Linked DNA regions of Oryctolagus cuniculus: region 2 is linked to region 1. A link is a contact called in public Micro-C data. All regions are on one chromosome and are shown on one strand. Each heading gives the region's core, a stretch centred on a gene start, on an enhancer-like site or on the middle of the called end of the contact. The rest is flanking DNA. Distances are from core to core; before and after follow the strand shown. Region 1 overlaps TMEM44 (transmembrane protein 44). Region 2 holds the start of ATP13A3 (ATPase 13A3).

Region 1 (5,127 bases), core at 756-3,255:
GAGGTGCCAACCGGCTGGCACCACGGCTCACTAGGCTAATCCTCTGCCTGCGGTGCCTGCACCCCGGGTTCTAGTCCCAGTTGGGGTGCCAGATTCTGTCCCGGTCGCTCCTCTTCCAGTCCAGCTCTCTGCTGTCGCCCGGGAAGGCAGTGGAGGATGGCCCAGGTCCTTGGGCCCTGAACCCGCATGGGAGAACAGGAGGAAGCACCTGGCTCCTGGCTTCGGATCGGCACAGCACGCTGGCCATGGCAGCCATTTTGGGGGTGAACCAACGAAAGGAAGAGGAAGAGCTTTATCTCTGTCTCTCTTTCACTAACTCTACCTGTCAAAAAAAAAAAAAAAAAAAAAAGAAGAAGAAGAAGAGGCCAAACTACCCTTCTCCAAGGAGCGGGTTCCACTGCAGCTTCATCTCTAGCCATTGATCAGGTTGCCAGGGCCATGGGAGTTACCTGCCCTGATGACCTACTGAGCAGCACAGCGGGTCACCCACACTGGGAAGGGGCTAAGGAAGACACTGGAATCATCCCGTGCTGCCTACTCATCTGGAGGTGTGGTCGATCTGACAGTCTTCACCGTGCTGCCTGTTAAATGTGTCCGCAGGACTCAGAGCCCATTACCACCCTCGTCAACTTCTGAGAGACTGAGTCATGCCTACTAGAAAGCCTGTGGCAAAGACTAAGTAAAGGATTAGTTGCTTTCCTCCCTAAACTTCCTGGACACATTCTCCTGTTGGCAACCAGTCAGACTAACAGACGGGATTTCAGAGGTTTGAATCTTCTGTGAGTGATTACCTCATCTTTATTTATGCTCCAATGGGAGAAAAAGAAAAAAAGGACCCCATCACCTATTCATCTGCTGAAGTCTATTATTTAGGGAGAGCTCTGATCACTAAGATTTTCTTAAAAGCCTATCTAGATCCTCAAGAACTAGCCGCTTTATCTCCGTCTAGGGCGTCAGCATGATAAAGAGATTTGTGTGTGTCATCTGGTGACACACTCACACACAAGGGCATGAGCTCCTAGCTTAGAGGCACTGGGCCAAGAAGCATGGCCAGGCTCCAGGCCACGGGTCTGATTCAGTGTGCTACTTGTCATTTCCCTTTCTGGGTCACGGTTTCCTCATCCATGAAATGAAAGTTAGGCCACCTTTCTTTCCTGTTTGATTTTATTACCATGCTTGTTTGTCTCCCATAGACTACTGACATCTTTATAAACTTACAAGAAGCATTATAATACTAAGGCAAATTCCAGGTATGCCTTAAAAATAGGTTTCATTGTATCACGTATACCCGCTCTGTTTGGATCTTACTATCCACTTTAAGTCAAATCTGGGGCTGGCAGCCTGCAGGCAGCCCACATGAGCACAGGTCTGAGTCCTGGCTGCTCCTCTTCGGATGTGTTTCCTGCTAAGGCAGCTAGGCAAGCAGCAGCAGATGGCTCCAGTGCTGGGCCCCTGCCGTCCACGTGGGAACTGGGATGCAGTTCCAGGCTCCCGGCTTCTGCCTGGCCCAGCCCTGGCCTTTGCAGCTATTTGGGGAGTGAACCAAAAGATGGAAGATCTCTCTCTCTTTCCCTCTGTAACTCTGCTTTTCAAATAAATCAATCTTTTGGGGAAAAAATGAAGTTAAATGTGTCAATCACTAAAGAAGAGGACAGAGGAGTCTTAGGAACACCCCTCTAATTTCCCAACACTTCCACATCTCTCTGCACTTCTTCTCCGGCCCCTTCCCCGCTCCCCTCCCCCTCTCCCTCCCATTTCAGACCTCCGAGGGCTTTGCTCTACCCTCCCCCCAGCGCAGGCGACGACCCCTTCAGTAAGTGGACCCGTGAGGTCAGCACCAGGAGGGGCGAGCCTGGGAACAGAGCTGGATCTAATGACTCGGAGAACACCCAGTGCGCTCTTTCCTACCCTCGCTGTGAGAGCCAAGCAAGGCACCGGGCATTGAGGACAGGTCAACAAACGCCGCTGACTGATGCCCTGCTAATCGGCCGCGCGCACCACTCGGCACACCCTCCCAAGCCCGGGGAGCTTCCCACCGGCTGTGGCCTCGGCTCCGCGTGCGCCTCGCCCACGGCCGTCCCAGCGGGGCAGCAGGCGGCCGCCTCGGGCTCGTAAGGCTGGGTGGGCACCCACTCCCAACACCCGTCAGAAACGAGGCCAGACGCCCCGCGCCCACCCGCTCACAGAAGGCGGCCGCACCGCCACCCTATAGCGCGCTGCGACCTCTCGGTGGTACTTCCGGGAAGGAGGGCGGCGCGCGACTCGGCGCGTGCGCACTCCGCAGTCCTCCCCGCCGCGGCGCAGGGCAGGGAGGTGCCCAAGGGTGCGTTTCACTGAAGCAGGCTTTTAAGGAGATAATTACAATATCCGTTTACGGTTCCTGGCAGATTTATGACCGCTCAACAGCCCTGGGTTATACTGTAAACCATTCTGATTTAAAATACATTAAACTTTTTTGAAGTAACAATAGTGCCTACGGCGACGTGGCGCTGGCATCCTATATGGGTGCCAGTTCCAGAACCCGCTGCCCCTCTTCCAGTCCAGCTCTCTGCTATGGCCTGGAAAAGCAGTGGAAGATGGCCCAAGTCCTTGGGCCCCTGCACCCACGTGGAAGACCTGGAAGAAGCACCTGGCTCTTGGCTTCAGATTGGCGCAGCTCTGGCCGTTGCGGTCATCTGGGGAGTGACCCAATGGAAGGAAGACCTTTCTCTCTGTCTCTCCCTTTCACTGTCTGTAACTCTAACTCTCAAATAAACAAAATATTTTAAAAAATAAAAAATAGTGCCTATATATAGTTTTCTTTACTTCAAGATTGTACCGAAAAGCTGAAACACTGCCCTGCCCCTTTGCCCCCAGCACTCTGCTTCCTGCTGCTCACCCAACCGCCAGCCTTTTTGTTTGTTTGTTTTAATCTGAGGCCACCAGTTCTGACTGTTGCTAGTTCTGGTGGTTGACTTCGTTGGAACACGCTCTCAGCTGCAGGGCCCCAGTGTCACCTGCCCTGCTCCCGCGCGGGTCTGCCATCGGCGAACACGGGCAGAGGCCCTGCGCCAGGCGCCACCCGCAGAGCCAGACACTGTGGCTGAGCGCTGTCTTCGCGGGGCAGGCAGCCGCCGGGCCCTTTGGACGAGGACTCACGGGCCGCCCGGTTCTTCCAGGCCCGCACCCAGCTTCCGAGGCCAACCCCCTCGGACTCAATGTAGGCCTCAGAGCGGGCTGGCCTTTCTCTCCTTCCAGCCTCGCTTCCTGCGGGTGGGTGTTGTAGCGCGCGTGTAGGGGAATTCATGTGCAGGCCTTTAACAGGAAGTAGCCTCTTATTATTTATGTGGGCATAAGGCCCAAGTGGACTTTCATCCAAAAGCCTGAGACCCAAACAAAGAGGGGTGTTGTCTTATATACGGTTTTAGCTTCTTTGTCTCCCTCATACAGCTACGTGCATACATTTGATTGGATATTCTTTTTTTTTCCTAAATATTTATTTTATTTATTTGAAAGAGTTACAGAGAGAGGTAGAACCAGAGTGAGAGGTCTTCCATCCACTGGTTCACTCCCCAAATGGCTGCAACAGCCAGAGCTGAGTTGATCCAAAGCCAGGAGCTTCTTCCAGGTCTCCCACGTGGGTGCAGGGACCCAAGGACTTGGCCATCCTGTACTGCTTTCCCAGGTCATAGCAGAGAGCTGGATGGGAAGAGGAACAGCTGGGACTAGAACCCACACCCATACGGGATGCGGGCGCTTCAGGCAAGGGCTTTAACCTGTTGCGCCACAGAGCCGGCCCCTGATTGGATATTCTAAAAGGACATGGCTGCAGGAATTGATACAATACTGCCCATGCCCACCTGTTCTAGTCCCGGCTGCTCCTCTTCTGATCCAGCTCTCTGCTATGGCCTGGGAAAGCAATACAAGATGGCCCAAGGGGCCCCTACACCTGCGTGGGAGACCTGGAAGAGGCTCCTGGCTCCTGGCTTCAGATCGGCTCAGCTCCGGCAGTTGCGGCCAATTGGGGAGTGAACCGGCGGATGGAAGACTCTCTCTCTCTCTCTCTCTCTCTCTCTCTCTCTCTCTGCCTCTTCTCTCTCTGTGTAACCCTGACCTTCAAATAAATAAATCTTAAAAAAAAAATACTGCGCATGCCTACATAGTTACTGCTGATGTTTTTTCCCACACACATCCTGAGCCGTATGCTGTCTAGCATGGGGCCAATACCATCCCTCGGTGCTAACAAGCAGAGAGCAAGCTCACAGGCAAGCAGGTAACAACTCTGTTTCATTCCCGGGACAAGTTCCTCCCTTTTTCTCCTTCTGACCTTGGGAAGGCCTCTACCACAGCTTTAAGCAGTCAGGTGCCATCTCTAACTTCAGTTAGAAGCAATTTTAATTAAAAGACAAAGGCCTCTACCACACTGGAGTCTCCAGGACCAGTCAGAGATTTTTTTTTTTTTCCTAAGCTGCAGGTGGAACTTGGGCCCTCCTGTCTTACAGTCACCGGTCACTGCCGAGGACGGTGTGGCCACCTATGGGAACTGCCATTTTGTAGGCCTTTGCTTCCGACTCACAAGTGCACGCTGACAGTGTACGTATTACAGTTGTGAAGTTAAATGAAGATGGAGGCTCCTTCCTGGATGATCGCCCAGCTCTGGACAGGCTCTGGAAGTCTTTAACAACTCCTCAAGTGATTCTGTTAACGGATGATGGAGAAACAGGATCCTAGCAAATACCAAAAGCTGAGGACACTCAAGTTTCTACATAAAACGGTGTAGTATCTGTATATAACTCTCCTGTGCCCTATAAATCATCTCTAGATTACTTATAACACCTAGATTACTTGTAACAATGGAAAGGCTCTCAATAGTTGTTATGTGGAGCAACAGGTTAAAGCGCTGGCCTGCAGTGCTGGCACCCCATATGGTTGGACACCGGTTTGAATCCTGGCTGCTCCACTTCCCATCCAGCTCTCTGCTATGGCCTGGGAAAGCAGTAGAAGATGGCCCAAGTGCTTGGGCCCCTGCACCCAAATGGGAGACCTGGAAGAAGCTCCTGGCTCCTGGCCAGCTATGGCCGTTGCAGCCATTTGGAGAGTGAACCAGTGGATGGAAGACCTCTCTCTCTCTCTCTGCCTCTGCCTCTC
Region 2 (5,127 bases), core at 857-3,356, 100 kb after region 1:
GGTTTGGTCTGAAGTCTGGGTTCTTTGTGACCTTTTTAAAAGCCGGAGTGCACTGACAGGGTCATGAAGCGTCCTTTGGAGGTACACCCTGCATCCAGAAGCCCAGGGGGACTGCTAGGAGTTTAAGCAGGTGTGCTTTGCTAGTTCCCCCTGGAGGCCTAGTGGAGATGAGTTAAGATCATTGAAGGCTGCTGTAGCAGTTCAGGCTAGAAAGGCAGGATGCTGGTGGGAACAAAGGTAGGGATTTGGGGGCGTATTAAGGAGGCAGAATAGACAGAATTTGGTGATTGGGTAAGGCAGAGGGCTGAATCAAGAATGACTCACTGATTCCTAACTGTGTAACTCTGATGACTGTAGACATGGTGGTGCCAACAGCTGTGGGAGGGGCAGCTGGGAGGGCAGCAGAGTTCTGTTTTAGGCATGGTGAGTCCGGGGTGTCCCTGCGGTATACAGACAGCTGCCAGGCAGGCAGTTGGATGTTCGGTTCTAAATTTTGTGGAACAGCTCTGGGCTGGACATTGCTGATTTGAGAAATGAAACCATAAAGGTGGGGGAGTGAGAAAAGCTGTGGTCTTAGCTTGGGATCCTGCATTTAGAGTGTGGATTCACAATGGGTGCCACCTGAGGAGGCAGAGCTGCATAGGCACGGAGATGTGGTAATTAGGAGAGTGCACTCTTCTGGAAACCAAGGTAGCAGAGAGCTATCCAAGACACCAAGCGTAGCAGAGATCCGGGGAGATAAGGCCCAGGAATGCCAGGTTGGGGGAATGAAGGTCACGGGTGATCCTTGCTGGAGCTGGGTGAAGAAGGCTGAATGGAAGTGGGGGTGGTGGCTGCTGGGGGAGTCAGTCTGCCAGGTGCTGGGAAGTGAGGCAGCGGAGGGAGCCAGGGCTACCTCTGTGGCACAGGTCTGCCTTAGAGGGAGCAGAGCAGTTGGGCCTGGTTGGGGAGGGCACGTCGAGGGGAGAGGTGCCTCGGTAGCTACGTATTTACCAGTAGGAGAGAAACTTGAGCCTGTTTAAAGGCTGCGGGGTGGGGTGGGGAAACAGCCAGGAGTCAAATGAACCACAGAGGGTGGGGGTGGGGAGGAGGTTCGCAGAGGCCAACCACACGTTGATCCCTGTGGCGTTTGCCCAACACTTCCACGCCCCGTATCGCATTTACTCATTTCCACACTTCGGGGGCAGGTTGGGGAGAAGCAGGTGTGGGTCTGCTGCTCCGTCCAAGCCACGTGGCCTGAGGAACCGGCACGAAGCTGTCCAGCCCCTGCGTCTCCCGCTGGGGCCTCATCAGAACCCACTGTGCCCGGGCTTGGGTTAGCAGCCCCCAGGAGTGTCCCCAAGTGCGGCAGACCGGGGCTGATACGGGCTACGCCCTCCTAACGCGCCCGTGGGCAGCAAGGTGGGAAAACAATAAGAGATGGCTGTGCTCCGGGGGCGGGACAGCCGACAGCAGGTGGCCCAGCTCGCTCGCCGTTCCCCGCGCGTCGCCCGGGGCACGCCGCCGAAACCAAACCCGCGATTTGGATATCCGGCGGGGCCTGACCGAGATAAGCCTTCCGCGTTGGGCGGCATCCGAAGTGCTTGCACGGCTGCTGGGAGGCGGCGGGTGGTCGCGCGGGGCCGTCTCTGCCCGGTGCCCTGCCCGGGCCGCGCACAACAGCTGTCAGATGCGAATTACAGGCTCGGTTTTTGTTTTTATATTTTTTGGGGGGGGAGGGTAAAGGAATGAAAGAGCTCCATATTGGTATCTGGGATTTGGTTTCCCCCACCATTCTAGCACATGCTTCCTTCGTGACCCTGACCCTAGGCGCACCTAGGTTAGTCATTGAGCCTCAGTTTCCCTTTTCGTAAAACGGGAATTTGGATTATGATCTTGTCTTCACACAGAGAGGCAAATTGCATCTCCTCCCATTAGCAAATCCCTGTCCGACATTCATCTGCCTCAGAGCGCTGTCCCCCGCGGGTCCTTTCCGTCCCGGCCAACGGGGGTCTGAAGGCGGGAAGGTGGGCGGGGCCTACCCATCGCCCCGCCCCTCCCCTGACGTCCCCTCCGCGCCCCTCCGGCCTCGGCGCTGGGATGAGGCAATCACGTGACCTCACATCCGGCGCGGGAGTCCCGAGCTCTCCTCGCGCGCGCTCCCCTGCCTGCCCGCCGGCTCTCCCCGCAGCGTGCTCCGGACGCTGCCGCCTAGGGGAGGGGGGTTCGCTCCGTCGCTGGCGGCGGGAGGCCGTTTCGAGTACAGACCGCCCCCCTCCCCAGCGCCTCCGCTCGCCGTCCTCCCTTGTTCTGCTCTGCCCGGCTGCACGCCGCCGCCGCGGGCGCCGAGGAGAGCGCGGACGCCCCTGCGCCCGGCCCGGGCCCCGCCGCGGCGCCTCCCTCCGCTCACCCCGAGCCGCAGCGCGCGGCGGCGGCGGCGCCTCGAGCTCGAGCGACCCGAGGCCGCCAGCGCCTGCCGAGGGCGATGGGGCTGGGCTGAGGCGAGGCGGCGGCTGCGGCGGCGGCGACAGCGGCGGCCCGGCCCCCCGCGGCCCCTTGGTTGCTCCGCCGGGAGGCCGCCGAGGAGACGGCGCGGCGGCGCGGCGGGTGAGTGGCTCCGGCGAGCGGGCCGTGGGGCGGGTGGGTGGCGGTGATGAGGAGGTTGAAGGAGGCGAAGACCAGGTGAGTTTTCGGTCAGCGGCCTTGGGCCGGAAGGGGGCATCACTTCCCGGCGTGGGGGCGCGCTGGGACCGCAGAGGGTCTGGGGCAGGTGCCGGGGCGAGTAGGAGCCCCACGCCAAGGGCGTGAAGGCCTGGCGCGGAGGCGCTGCGGGCGGGGGCGGGAGGGTGGTCGGCGCCCCTGGAGCGAGTCCCGGGGGCCCGGGGGTCGCAGGTGGGCTGGCCAGCGCCAGGTGGGTTTGCGCGGGTGCTGGAGGAAGGAATCCCAGCTGGTGTTCAGCCGCGGAGTTGACAGCCACGTGCCAGACTCCGCATTTTACAGATGAACTAAGTGAGGCCGGGAGAGAGAAGTCACTTCGGGACTTGCCCTGGGGGGGCCTCTGGCGCGGTCTCTGGCAGCACGAGGAGAACCCGGGGCCTCTCCTCTGGTCCTCTCGTGCTGCTCTCGATGGCCTGTCTCTCCATTCCCTTTGCAAAGTCAGATTGGGGTGGAAGTGTGACCCGTGGGGTGGGGGGAAGGCAGTAACTCAGCTCGGGGCTTCCCGATTTGGAAAGCTTTTGTGACAGGTGCCTATTGCTTCCTCTTCCCGTAGATCTGACAGAAACATCCTAGAATCTTGGTGTCTGGACACACGAGGTATGAATCACTCACATAATTAACTGCTTTTAATCGTCAGTGTCTTAAAGCTATATTTAGTGGTTATATTAGTGCAAAATGAATGGGTATGGAGTCGTAAACCCAGTAACAGAAACCAGGGTTCTTCTGCACATGATTCTGAACTGAGTGGGTATGTAATGGCTATTTTAGATCTGTGAGGCAGGAAGTTAGCATTTTACAAAATCTCAGAGATGCAGGGACTCAGTGGATCATTGCAAAGTGAACACAGCCTCTAGACTTGGTTACCACAATGAAGGCGTTCTGATTTCTTTTTGAAGGAGGAGTGCCTGGTTAAAAGTATTCCACCTTTAGTTCAAACGCCTCTTTCCCAAGGCATATGCATCAGTTTTGTTTTACTGGAATATTTGTGGCAGTTTTCTCTAGAGGGTTATTTGGCTGAATAGGTTACTAGTTGTCAGGATATGGGTGGGCGTCTCATCGTGGTCTAGCAGCCCCTTTGTAAGGCAGGGCAGTTCCTGGAAGTCGTTGAAACTAGTGAAACTGCTAATGACTATTGCCCAAGGTAACTTGCTGCTGGCTGTGTTCTTGCGCAGTCCACCCTGCGATCAGGCTGAGAGTATAATAGTCCCGTGAGATTTTTGAATATTGTTAGTACAGCAGTGACTGTGTTTGGTCGGATTAATTGGGTAGGAAAAGTGACCCTTTGGTTGTTTAATCTGTAAGTAGTACAGGTAATAATGAAATAAAAAATATTAAGTAGTGGTTTCTTTTGAATGCCAAGCAGACAAGCTTCAAGTTGATGTAGTGTTCAGATTGTGTTACAGGAGGGCTGGTTTCTTTGTTAAAGTCACCCAGAGCTTTATATTGGGGAGCTTCTGGTAATTACAACTTTAATTTACAACTAGTTGGAGATAAATATGATAAATTCCTACATAGGTAGCAAACTGGTTTCTTAGTAATCAGAAGAAAACTCTGAATGTCTGAATAGTATCTTATGGTAAGTTTTCTACTTTCAGTTATCACAGGTAAATATTTGTTGATTTAATCATCTCTTGGTTGTTATTTGGGCAACATCAGTTTCCTCTGTGTGTCTTATTTCTTTGAAAATAATTAACTGGGTCTATTGTTTGTTTTATTTTTATTCATGTATTTGAAAGGCAGAGATGCCAGAGAGAGATGTCGCATCCACTGATTCACTCCCCAAATGCCCGCAACAGTCAGGTTTGGGTCAGGGTAAAGCTGGGAGTTGAGAATCCCATCAGGATCATCCATATGGATGGCAAAAACCTGGGCAACCTGCTGCCTTCTGGGGTACTCATTCCAGCCAAAAACTGAAATTGGTATACAGCTGGGACTTGAGTATGGGTTGTGGGTGTCCCAAGCAGTGTCTTAACTGCTGTGCCATAAGGCTGCCGTTTATGTCATATTTCAGGTATGGATTCTTGTGCGGAAGAGTATGTATTGACAGTGACAGCATGTAGTTGTGGCAAGAGCATGGGACTTGGGCATCACACTTGAGTTTGACTTCTAATTTTCTTAGCTGTTTTGATTTGACCCATGCTGACAATTAATACATTTTTTTTTTAAGATTTATTTATTTGAAAGAGTTACACAGAGGGAGGAGAAGCAGAGAGAGAGAGGTCTTCCATCCAATGGTTCACTCCCCAAATGGCCTCAAACAGCCAGAGCTGGGCCTATCCGAAGCCAGGAGCCAGGAACTTCTTCCCCATCTCCCATGTGGGTGCGGGGGTCCAAGGACTTGGGCCATCTTCTACTGCTTTCCCAGGCCATAGCAGAGAGCTGGACAGAAAGTGGAGCAGCTGGGTCTCGAACTGGCACCCAGGTGCCTGT

What was found. Hi-C and Micro-C count contacts between places; a contact is called where the count stands out from the background.
Region 2: a Micro-C map of ear pinna shows a contact between it and region 1, with 2.4 times the contacts expected there. The contact joins the promoter of ATP13A3 here to the enhancer-like site in region 1. A contact is called at or near these places in 3 of 6 Hi-C or Micro-C datasets (ear pinna, embryonic fibroblasts and skin fibroblasts).

The regions. Positions count from the first base shown.
Region 1 is chr4:84,857,341-84,862,467 of mOryCun1.1, forward strand. It overlaps TMEM44 (transmembrane protein 44), which reads left to right. Exons shown (of 11, transcript XM_070072344.1): 11 at 1-1,618. Among named protein-coding and RNA genes, the nearest start is that of TMEM44, 41 kb to the left of the region's middle. Within about 2 kb of position 2,006, at least 4 of the 8 cell types and tissues checked have an H3K27ac peak or open chromatin away from gene starts, as enhancers often do. A contact at or near this core is called in ear pinna, where this site is marked.
Region 2 is chr4:84,958,822-84,963,948 of mOryCun1.1, forward strand. ATP13A3 (ATPase 13A3) reads left to right here and starts at 2,107. Exons shown (of 33, transcript XM_008266689.4): 1 at 2,107-2,586; 2 at 3,251-3,294.